Linked DNA regions of Lactuca sativa: region 2 is linked to region 1. Evidence: chromatin contacts called from public Hi-C data. All regions are on one chromosome and are shown on one strand. Each heading gives the region's core, a stretch centred on a gene start, on an enhancer-like site or on the middle of the called end of the contact. The rest is flanking DNA. Distances are from core to core; before and after follow the strand shown.

Region 1 (5,915 bases), core at 1,752-4,251:
ACTCGGGATCTTCCCAACGTCTTTCATCTGTTATCATAATTGAACAAAAAACGAAACACGATAAGTAAACAAAGAACAAATAAAGTGAAATTTATGTAAACATGGCAAAAACGACCTCCAGGAATGAGAGGTTGCGTACAGAACCAGTAGACCAATTTATCGTCGATTGGAGTTCTTCCGACTAGATTGTTGTTTTTCCTGAAACGAGTAAACTCATAGTCGAATGAATGACCATTGGGGTAGTTTGATAAGCCTCTAACTTCACAAAATGGAAACATCTTTGTAGGTTTGAGATTAAGGAAATTGGCAACAATTGACGTGCTTCCTTCGCACCCAATGACGACCTACGAGCACCAAGAACTAATATCAGTCACAAAAATGGCGAACCAGAATTGATTCAAAATTGCCATTAAAACTGGTTAATTGTAGTTCTTCTACTTAATCAAGTTACGACCTTGGCGATAATTAAGCTTCCATCGTTGAATTGAAGAACTGATTTGGTAGTTTTTGAGTCAAATTTTATAGAATCAAGTTTGCATCCGAACTTGACGGTGGCCGGAGGAAGTGCAGCGTAAAGAGTGTCGATAAGATCCTTCCTCCTCAAGCAACGAGTTTCACCTTTTCTATTGTACATCAATAAACAAACGATAAAAAATTGCGTTGAGTGATGTTTTTTGAAGTTTTGAAAAATGAACAAAATGTTTTAATATATCTAGAGTAAATTACATTGAGGTTTTCTGTTGTTTCCACCCATCGAGCTCTACCATTCGTTCACTACACAGACCGGGGAGTACCGTTAATTCATGAAGATTAATTATCATATTGTGGTAATAATTCATCACCAACATCTTATTACTATTTTAGGTCAAAAATATCACGATTTAACAAAATTCTTAGGCATTCTTCGGAACACCTGATTTATAAATTAAAAGAAAAAAAAAATTATATAAGGGGATCTTGCATCCACGCATATCATTTTATCCTAGCTTACAATTCCTATTGGAGAACCAACAAAACAAAAGACACAATATAATCAAATAAATTATTTTTCCTGTATCTGTCAATGACTCATATCTAAGGGCAAACTTTGCACATTACTAAAAGAAGGAATCAACACATCGACCCAAGCAGCAAGCCGACTCCAAAGTTGCACCACCATCTCACACTGTATAAGAACAAGTGCAAGGACATAAAACCGAGTCCATGTCAATACCATGATCATCCACATTACATATAACATATTGTTGGTATCCAAGTTGATTGACTCTAACAACTCCATCAACAATTAATTAATCCCGCTGTTCATCTGTAGTGCCTCCATGTATATATGTCCCTCCTCTACGTAATCTTCCACACCCATAATCACTAACATGACACTATTGATCCTCCGCCACCGCAAACAACATTGGGAACTTAATTAAGACATAATTAACGCAACCTCACCCCACCATTTATCCACCAACAAATTAACGACTCAACTCTTCATTATATTTATACCCACCTTTCTACTAATCAACGTTTATTTTCAAATTAGCAAAAATATGTTACTGAGATTATTTATCCTCCAACTTCGTTTGATACCAAACCGAAGCTCAGTGCTTGTGAGAGCACAACATGTTCGGACCCTACATATTATCGTTGCTTGGGTGGGTACTACAATATTTGATATTTACTCATCTTGATCGACATTACATATGTTAGTACAACAGGTGTGCTTGTTCATGCTTGGCCCACAGGAAATACACATGCATGCTCTTAAACGGCTACTATGATATCTTAAAGGCATTCTTCATTATGGGTTATATTTATGTCTGTCATTCGTCTCTAATCTCTTGTCCTATACTGACGTGGACTGGGTAGGGTGTTTGTCTCTAGTGTCTCTTGTCCACTTCTTGGTAATGCATCTTTAATTTGTGGGGGATAATTTGGTTTCTTGGTTGGCCAAACGACATGTTGGTACGTAACACAATTTGCTTTTCGAGTTGCATTGTCTCATTCAGAAAACAATCTTTTAGTGCAATATATTTGTCATGTGTAACCGGATTCATCATCAATGTACCAAGGACTCGACCTTCACTTTGTCCATGAAAAAGTCTCTCGTGGTCAGGTTCATGTGTTCCATGTTCCTTTTCGATATTAAATTGTGGATGTTTTTACAAAAAGACTTCCATTAGTACCTTTTGAAGATTTCCATCGCAGTCTCAATGTCCGTTTACCTCCAGATTCGACTATGAGGGTGTGATATAATATATTGAGATATTTAGAATATATGTAAAAATATATTAGATTAGTTTGTATTTTGGAAGTTGTCATATTTGCTATTAATTATTTAGGGACTTCCTGTACCAAATTGTTTGTATATAATTTGTAATCTTATGGAATAAGGGATAAGGAGATTACCCTACTTCTAATATGTACTAAAATGGAGTTAAAAAATAAAGTCGGGCACAAAAGAGTTTACATCAAAATAATGTAAAATATGAGCTTTGGAGTGGCATTGAAAACGCCATAACGATATTTTTAAAGAATAAATAAATAAATAAATAAAAATAAAAAAATCTTTCAGGAACTCGATCCAAAAACGTTGACTTAACACAGGGCCACAGGGGCCTTTCCTTACTCTAAAATGTTTTAAATTTATGAAAATATTTGGAGATAAATTTCTTCGAATATTGCAAGACACAAATTAAGAGAGGAAAAGTATGAGGTACCTTTGAATAGGTATGGTAGTGCGACGGAGGGTATCAGCCAGGCCCAGATGATCCAGAGCTCGCCAACCATTTTGGTGGATTGTGATTGCTGCTCCGGTGATGTTCCTCAGAGATTCCGATGCCTCCATCACTACGCTTTTAATTCCCTTCTTCTGAAGAGACACAGCCGTCGCTAATCCACAAATCCCCGCCCCAATTATCACTACTTCATAATCATTATTATCATCCATCGCCAAGGCTTTCCCCATCTCTTTGACGTTTTCTAAATGTGAATCTCTTACCACTCTTTGACGTCCTAATTTACATACTCCTATATATTAGTCGGTGGGTCCATGTACCCACTGGTAATTGAATCTGTAGGTCCCATTAAACAAAGACGGCTATGCAAAATTGTCGCAGATTCGAAATTATAAATCAGCACTAAACCATAAATTTTTGCTGAAACGTTTACATCGTAGTTTCAAAAAAATAAATTTGTGAGAAAATTTTAGTATATAGTTAAACCAGTTTAACGTCATAATTTCATAATTAGCTTTTTAAACTGTGCAGAAAATACTCTGAAATTTGATAATTGTTATCAAAGTAAATCCAATGTTACCTTCTTAGCCCGTCCTAATGGTTAATTGGTTTGTGTTAGCAACCTAAGTGGGCCAAAACGAAGCCGTCTTACATCCTATTCTGATGCGGATTGAAATTGTGAAATCATTCAAAAATGGATAAAGAAATTCATCCCACATTTTCTTTCTATTTATTTTTTAATTCATTTGAATGGCTACAAATATTACAATTTAACTAGTATGTGATCCGGGCTTCGCCCAAATTGTTTTTTTTAAACAAAAATGGGACCAAAAGTGTCGAGTTCAACAAAATCTAGGAATTATTTATTTAAATTAAGCAATTCCCTCACAAAAATCTTTAATATATATATAAAAAACAAAAATGCGACCAAAGTATCAAGTTCAGCAAATAAAGGGGCCTATTAAGTAAATTAAGCCAATTCAGGGACCATTTATTTAGATTAAGCCAATTCCCTCACAAAAATCTTTAATATATATAAAATACAGAAAATGGGACCAATAATGTTAAGTTCAACAACATCTAGGGACCATTTTTTTAAATTAGACCAATTCCCACACAGAAATCACTATCCGTAAGCATGTTATGCTTTTCATTTGTATATTAATAATAAAATTAATAATATTCAATACACTTCACATTATTTTATATGGATAACACAAGTAAGAAAAAAATAGGAGGATATGTTTTTTTTGGTATTTGTTTGGAATTGAACTCAACACCTACTCCCAGTTAGAAACTCCTATACTCAAAGATAGACACTTTTTTAGCCAACCTTCAATTAAAATTTATTATTAAAAGAAAATATATTGAATTTGAACGACAAATCTACTTTTCTCCTTAATTATAACTATATTCTCGACGGGACTTGAATCCTTAACCTCAAGTAGCGTATGCGGCTAAAATTATGTTATTTTATAACGTATGTGAATTCGACTATTGACCAATTAAAAAAACTTTTTTATACATATAAATATATAAATGCATAAAATATATATTATGAAGTGTTTGATAGTTAGACTATATCATGTCATGATCTTTTTGTCGGCAGCATTCCGACGGCAGATATTGTTGACTGTAAATACCGTCTCTCAACCTATTTCTTTGCCCGTGACAATCTTCAACGGTACAGGTCTCTCTCTCTCTCTCTCTCTCTCTCTCTCTCTCTCTCTCTCTCTCTCTCTCTCTCTCTCTCTCTCTCTCTCTCTCTCAATTGTAGGCAATAAATGGCACCTCACCTTACTCGTAGTAAAAACATAACAAAAATATCAAATACTTATGTGGTAAAAATATCACTACATCCTTTAGCCTTATACATTTTAGCCCATGCGGTATGTATTATACAAATAAATTCGCTTTGAGTTAGTTAAAATACCACCCTACAAATACATCCAATATAGATTATACAAATAAAATATGTTTTATATATACAAATGCATAAAATACATGCTTATACACAAAAGGATATATCCCTTTAGGTCGCACCTTGGAACTTACTGATAGACAAGAAGTCATGATGAGTTTGTAAAATGGTACAAATGGAACATAAACAAGAAACAGGCTAGTGGTAATAATAGAACCTAAACTATGGGCAATATTTAGACAATTAAGGCTAAAGGGTGTGGCCGCGGTTTGGGGCCGCGGTTTGTGCCACCTCAGCCGCGCACACCGCCCCAGGCTGCGGTTCTCTGCGGTTTTGGCCGCAGTGCGGTAGTCCATGGCCGCACTCCTTTTTCTCTTTTCTCCTCTTTTACTTGCACTCTCTCTCTTCTCTCAACCAATTATCTTTTTTTTTCTTTTTTCTTTTCTCTCTCCTAACCTTTTTCCCACTCCCTCATTGCGGTTTCTAGTTGATGAAATAAGAAAAAATCTGAGTTGGCGTCTACGTGGCATAAGAGGGAGTGCGGTTTCGGTAGCACCACTCCCTCCAGCCTAAGGAGAAAATATCGCCATCAATAGCAACTTAGAACATGAAATCTGAAAAAGCACCAAAATCAAAGTAATGAGGGCACACCAAAATCACATGGCACCATAGCAGTGAGGGCACACCACATTAAAACTTGCTGCATCTTTATTTTCATTTCGAGCTCAAAGTCCCAAGAATAACAATGAACTTCCATGACTATGATCAATCTCAACTTCATTCTACATCAATGTCCACCAGAAACGATGTATTAATGGTGATAGATCCCACCAATTAGACGATATGCCATCATTAAACTTCCATAGTACCCGAGGGGTAAAATCGTCCAAAAATTGCACTGGCGAATTGTCAGGTAATTTGAAACTTCCAACGACTTCAGATTGAACTTCAACAAGGTACCGGTCCATGATAGCGAAAATCTCTCAAGATCAACCATTTTTAAAACAGGGGTAAAATCGTCTATAATTTGCTTAACAGGTAAATCGGCCCAATGGGAGCTACCAGCAGTAACAGATTGTGTTGACCTTCGGTTTCACTATGTCAAACAACCAACTCACCACCTAAATCTCTCAAGATCACATTGAAATTCCTCTATCACAGTAAGTAAGTCGTCGTGAAGAACTCCTAATATCATAGCAAGTGCTTCATTTGAAGAATCATCAAGGGAACACATGCAGCAATTTCGGGAAAAATTATCCTTGGGC
Region 2 (5,920 bases), core at 2,259-4,758, 240 kb after region 1:
GCAATGCAATGGAGACAAGACTTAATCTAATATATTATACTGTATGTGTTTCTTTTTAACTTGATACAGAAAGTCACGGAAAGGAGGCTTATTTAAGAATTTTGGCCTAATTTGAAAAATACCTGAATATTTTCACCCCGAGGATGCTTTCTGGCCCCTTTCTCGGGTACATTGACTATCTGTGCAGAGAATATAAATAATAGTAATACTTGATAGATAGTCATAAAGGAAACTTAGATAAGAAGAATTAAGAGAATTTATTGGGTACAAATACAATGACTTACTGTTCCTTCCAACATCTTGAGTAGAGCTTGCTGAACACCCTCCCCAGAAACATCTCTGCTAACATTCAAGCTCTCCGCCTGTAATATCATTAGAATCAAAATTTGCCAGAATTTAAAGCGTCCAATATGGAAAACTAATTCAAGATTTTTTTTTTTTTAATTTTAAAATGACCTTTTTGGTTATCTTATCCACTTCATCAATGTAAACCATCCCTTGTTGTGCTGCTTGAACATTAAACTCAGCAGCCTTCATACCAAACCAAAATTCAACATATTAAATAAACATGATAACCACTCAAATGGCTAAAAACATAAATTTAGGAACAGGTAACAACTTACAAACAGAAATTATATATAGGGCCAAATGCATTGTACTTTCATCGATTTGTTTACTATTATATATAGCATCCTACTTTCTATTTTTTTCTCGTTACAGCATTTAACTTGAAAAGCCTACCCAATTTGTAATACTTCTCCATAAGCTTACCAGTTGACTTTGAGGCTTTAAAGAGTAGACTACCTGTTTTGTGCATCTTTGTAATAAAAGGGTTTATTAGGGGCAATAAGGTCTTTTTCCACAGTTATGTCAGTGCATAGCTGTAATAACTAGCAGGTAGTATGTCATAGTTCATTTCAGTGAGTAAATTCACTTTTGGGAGAGCCTTGACATCTCGAATGTCAAGATATCATCTGTATTGCTTTGATTTTAGCACCAATCATTCAACCACAGTATACCACATATGTTACAACTTAAAGAAAGAAATATAATTACTATTCTCACTTTAACTTGTCAAACTAGTTGAAAGCATTGCATTTCAAAACCACATTAAAATTTAAACCCAAGCTAAAAAAAAAAACAGTACTTTTAGCTGAAAATTCATATTGGGAGGATATGCAATAGTAAACATAAATAAAAGCTATACCGTAAGTAGTTTATGTAATATAGATTCAACGTCTTCACCAACATAACCAGCCTGCATAACATAACAAATAGGGTTAAATAAATGCTAGAAATAGAAACACACTTTCATTGATTTGTTTAATAAGGCATCCTACTCTTATTTCTTCCTATTACAGCATTCTACTTTTAAAAATTTTACCTAATTATAGCAATCTCATCTAAATACAAAACAATTTTCACTGCAATAATTGGATAGGTTTTTCAAAGTATAGTGCCCTAATAAGAAAAAATTTGAAAACATGATGCTATATTTGGGTGCATTTTCAAAGATCTAAAGGAGTTTAGAAGGACCCCATTAATCAACAGGATCCCATTTAATTCAATGTTCTAATGTCGTGAACAAAAGTGCACCTTTCTTAATACGTTGTTCAGGTTATTACATCATAAATGAAGCAACACAAGTAGATTATGTGCTCATCTATAGTATTCAAAACAAAGCCACACGCTGACACGCATATCCATTTTCAACTCATCTCCATAAAAACACAAGATGTTATATCTGATTTACCTGTGTTAATGTTGTTGCATCTGCAATTACAAAAGGAACATTAACAAACCTAGCAAGGGTCTTTGCAAGTAGAGTTTTCCCTGTTTTAAAGAAGACAAATTTATATCATCAGCCAGCTGCAACAAACCAAAAAGAAACCAATGGAAACAAAAAAAACAAGACAGGCTTGTAGCCATACCCGAGCCAGTGGGGCCCATTAAAAGTACATTGCTTTTCTCTAAATCTACATTATCATCATCATCTTCCATCCTACCTCTTCCTTTTTCTACTCCTGACCTAGAATTCAACACATAATTTGATAATTTCCATTCAGCATATCTACTTCAATAAATGAAAAGTTTTATGCTTCAAATCACTAACCCTTTCTTCAAGGACGCATGATATATTCTTTTGTAATGGTTATATACAGCCACAGAAAGCACCTGAATATAAAATGAAAAACCAGTTTAAAAAATATAACAAAAACATTAAGCAATATAATGTCTTGCAGGAATGAAGTATTAGAAAGATGAAAAAGGATTAAAGTTGCAACCTTTTTGGCACGATGTTGACCGATGACAAACTTATCGAGTCCCTGGAAAATCTCCTTAGGCGTAGGCAGATTCTTCCCCAAATTCGACCCACCCCACCCACTACTCTTCTCTCCACCACCACGTTTACCGTTTTCACCACCACCAGGACCCCCTGCGCGAGTCACATTGATGCTTGGTGCAAAAGGAAGGCCTGGGGGGGGTATGCACTGCAAGTCCGGTGCTAGATGAGGGAGAAGGAGGAGGAGGATGAGGAAGATTTGTCCAATTCTCCGGCGGATCACCACCGTAAGACCGCAGAGTATCCCAAAACGAAGCCCTAAGCTTGTTTCCATAATCCTCTTCACCGTTAACGTGTTTCTTATCCTTCCCATTACCATTTCTAAACCTACCGATTTCGACAAACCTACCCTGAAGAGGAGACATTTGATACGGCTGGAACTGGTAAGTAGATTTACAGTTGGGGCACAAACTCACCGCTTGATGAGCCCCTTTCTCATCCGGAACGGAACTGGGTTCCGGCGGGTCACCCCATTCATCTCCAGGAGTGAAACCGATGGAAGGTGATGGAATGAGGTGGCGGTTATCGGAGAAAACGAGATCCATCTGCTTACAACAACGTGGGCAGTTAGCTTCTGCCTTAATCTTCCTTATCATCGTCGACGTCCTACTGTTATTATCGTCACCACCACCACCATGCTCCCATTTGTAACGAGCTTGCGCACCAATTAACGACCTCCGACGAATGTGCGGACAATCGACACCGGCGCTTATGTTCACAAAGCCACGTTTGGATGTTTGCGATGAAGAAACTCTCGCTGCTGCGGTTGTCGTAACTACAACATTTTGAAACTTCCTCCATCTCCATAACCCAGACATCGTACTCCAAATTTATAGTCCTTTTTCACGAATTTCTTCAACGGCATGCGATTGAGATGCAATGGATAAGAGAATGAATCAAGAAACAGTTTCAACAATTGGGATCTTTGTATAGTAGTACACCCAAGTGCTATATACCTTGAGAATCATGTATCTGATCCATAAATCTATCCAAATTAGGATTATATGTGTCTGTTGCATACATGAAATCCGGGAATTGTGGCAGAAAAAAGGGATTGCGTTGAGAAATTGAAGAAATTTTGACAAGCGAGGGGAGTATTTGTAGGTGGGAAGCAAAGATTGTGATGATTGGAACCAACGGGAATCGCTCTAAACTCCTGCTGCTTTCTTTTCGTTTTTCTTTTTCTGTTTTCGCTTTTAGTGCAGTACATAAACAGCCCCTACACTACACAGAAACTTGCAATTTGGTCTCATATTAAATTATTTTTTGTTTGACGATATTTTGTCACAATATACTTTCATTCTAAAATGGATTCATCAAACTGGGCAATTTAAGACAATAATAATAATAATAATAAATTCGTTTTATATATTATCATTCTATTAAATAAAGTCACGACAATTATCATGTAAACCATGAGTTAGTTCATTAAAAATAAAATGATTTTGAAAGTTGTAAATAAATGATTACACGTTAAGTCATTTTAAATAGAAAAATACTATCATAAATAAATTATAACAATAAATATATCACAAAAATAAGTATTAACACAATAATTCAAGTATCTTTGTCACGAACCTTTTGAGAGTTTTAAAAAAAAGGTTCATTTGGCAACAAGAACTTTAGTTTTTATTTAAAATAAAAAATTTCAAATTCAAAAGCTAATTAAGTAGCTTTTTGTAGGTTTTGGTTTTTAGTTTAAACTACTTGTCTTTCTGCTACCAGTTTAACATCTTTTCAGGAAGAATTCTAACAATTATATAATACCAACATTCATTAATTTTAAGACTGTTTTCAAGGATACACAGATGGGAAAAAAATTCCATTTTTGAATTGGTTGTTTTACGTCTTTTATCTTGGATTTCAAATAGATGTCAAAAGTTCATTGTTTCTTGGGTCGACTGATTGAAATAATTAATTTCTTTGGATATGTAAATTTCATGGACCAAGACTTTGCTGGTCTTTCTTTAATACAATCCACCCATTAGTTGTTAAAAAAATAATTTTAAGATGATGTCAAGTTGTCAACTGTGAAAGGATAACTATATATATAATCTAAACCTTTGGAATTGAGTTTTGTATGAACATGCTTCGTTTGCCATAATAAAATAGATGGGTTACCAATAATCAACTTCTTTATAATAATATTCGATATGTTGCTTGAAAAACAATATATTATCTAATCGAATAATAAATAAATAAATAAATCATGTATGAGTGTGCCCAAATATATGTATATGTATCTATGCATGCATATACACATGGTTTTTTTATAATCATTACATCATTTAATTAGTATGATATATTAAGTATAGGTGAGTACTAGAATTTGTGGTAATGGAGAATAATAAATATATAGGTAACCAAAACTAAAGACGTGCTTTCATGTTAAGAATTTACATTAAAATATGTTTTGTCAAAGAAACCCTTAGGATGCCTCAGTAGTCAAATACCTACCAACTATTCCCATGAATATTGCCGCATACAAGTTACAATCTGACTCCTATTTCAGAGGCTTCATACCCTGCATATTTATTTTATACCAAAAACTTAGGCTTAAATAAAATGTGGGAATATTATTTGATTTAAAGAAGAAAAAAAAGTGTTATGAGAAATTAAATATACTCCTACATTTCTTCCAAACCATATGAAATAATGACAAGTGTCTTAAAATATTATTAATTTTATCAAAATATGACACTTGTCACCATTTCACATGGGTAGGAAGACAAGTAGAGAGAAAAGGTAGGGAGATATCTAATTTCTCATTTATTAATTATTATGATTATGATATGATAATATGGTGGATTTTGATTATACCTTAGATGCCCGGAACTCATTAACCGCTTGTCTAAGAGAATCATCAGACAAAATCAGACGTGAAAGAGCTCCGGTGCTTAAGCTGCCAATCACCATCACAGGCCATTAGACCAAAATGAGTGTAAATTTGTAAAAAAACAAGGTCTCTTTTTCCTGACTTTCTCTATTAAGTCAAATACCCTTTACCCATACATAACTTAACAGATTAAGTCATGTCCCTATTAAGTCAAAAAAAGACGCATATATCCATAAGAATGTTGCAATATCCTAAAAAAATACGACATACCCCAATTTCTTTGCAGCATCAGCCACGGAACCATCAACTGCAAAAATAAGATCTAATAAAGCTTGCATTCCCTGAGAAGAATACAAGAAAATGTGTTACATAAGTCACAAACTTCTCCATACTTTCATAGTAAAAACTAAAAACTCATGAGAAAGTAGATCTGTATATACCAAAACGAACTTTGGGTTATTATGCCCAATTTGAGGCCCACAATCCGATCCTCTTATAGTTGACTTTGGTGGAAGAACTTGAAGAAGCTCAGGAGGAGGTGTGTATGTTTCAAGATCTATACTGTTCCTGACTAGTCCAAACCAACAAAGGAAATAATGAAATATACATCAATTAATAAGCAAGTAAAATATGTAACATTAAGCTGCTTTTGTTACATTTACAAGTTTATTAGGGAAATTTGGTGTTATTTATTCAGTATAATACTTGAAAGGAACATTTAAAAGCTTGAAGACTACAAG

The links. A called contact is a pair of places that touch in the nucleus more often than the background predicts.
Region 2: a contact with region 1 is called in a Hi-C map of leaf, with 6 times the contacts expected there. The contact joins the promoter of LOC111913472 here to the promoter of LOC111913468 in region 1. A contact is called at or near these places in 2 of 4 Hi-C or Micro-C datasets (both in leaf).

Annotation. Positions count from the first base shown.
Region 1 is chr1:30,983,293-30,989,207 of Lsat_Salinas_v11, forward strand. LOC111913468 (monooxygenase 1) reads right to left here and starts at 3,002. Exons shown (of 5, transcript XM_023909168.3): 1 at 2,712-3,002; 2 at 727-774; 3 at 455-623; 4 at 116-344; 5 at 1-27. The coding sequence starts at 2,959.
Region 2 is chr1:31,218,555-31,224,474 of Lsat_Salinas_v11, forward strand. LOC111913472 (CLP protease regulatory subunit CLPX3, mitochondrial) reads right to left here and starts at 3,509. Exons shown (of 16, transcript XM_023909171.3): 1 at 2,444-3,509; 2 at 2,286-2,388; 3 at 2,114-2,175; 4 at 1,932-2,008; 5 at 1,754-1,833; 6 at 1,208-1,258; 7 at 457-531; 8 at 285-362; 9 at 123-179. The coding sequence starts at 3,162. It overlaps LOC111913474, which reads right to left. Exons shown (of 6, transcript XM_023909174.3): 3 at 5,621-5,751; 4 at 5,451-5,521; 5 at 5,165-5,246; 6 at 4,673-4,868. The coding sequence ends at 4,848.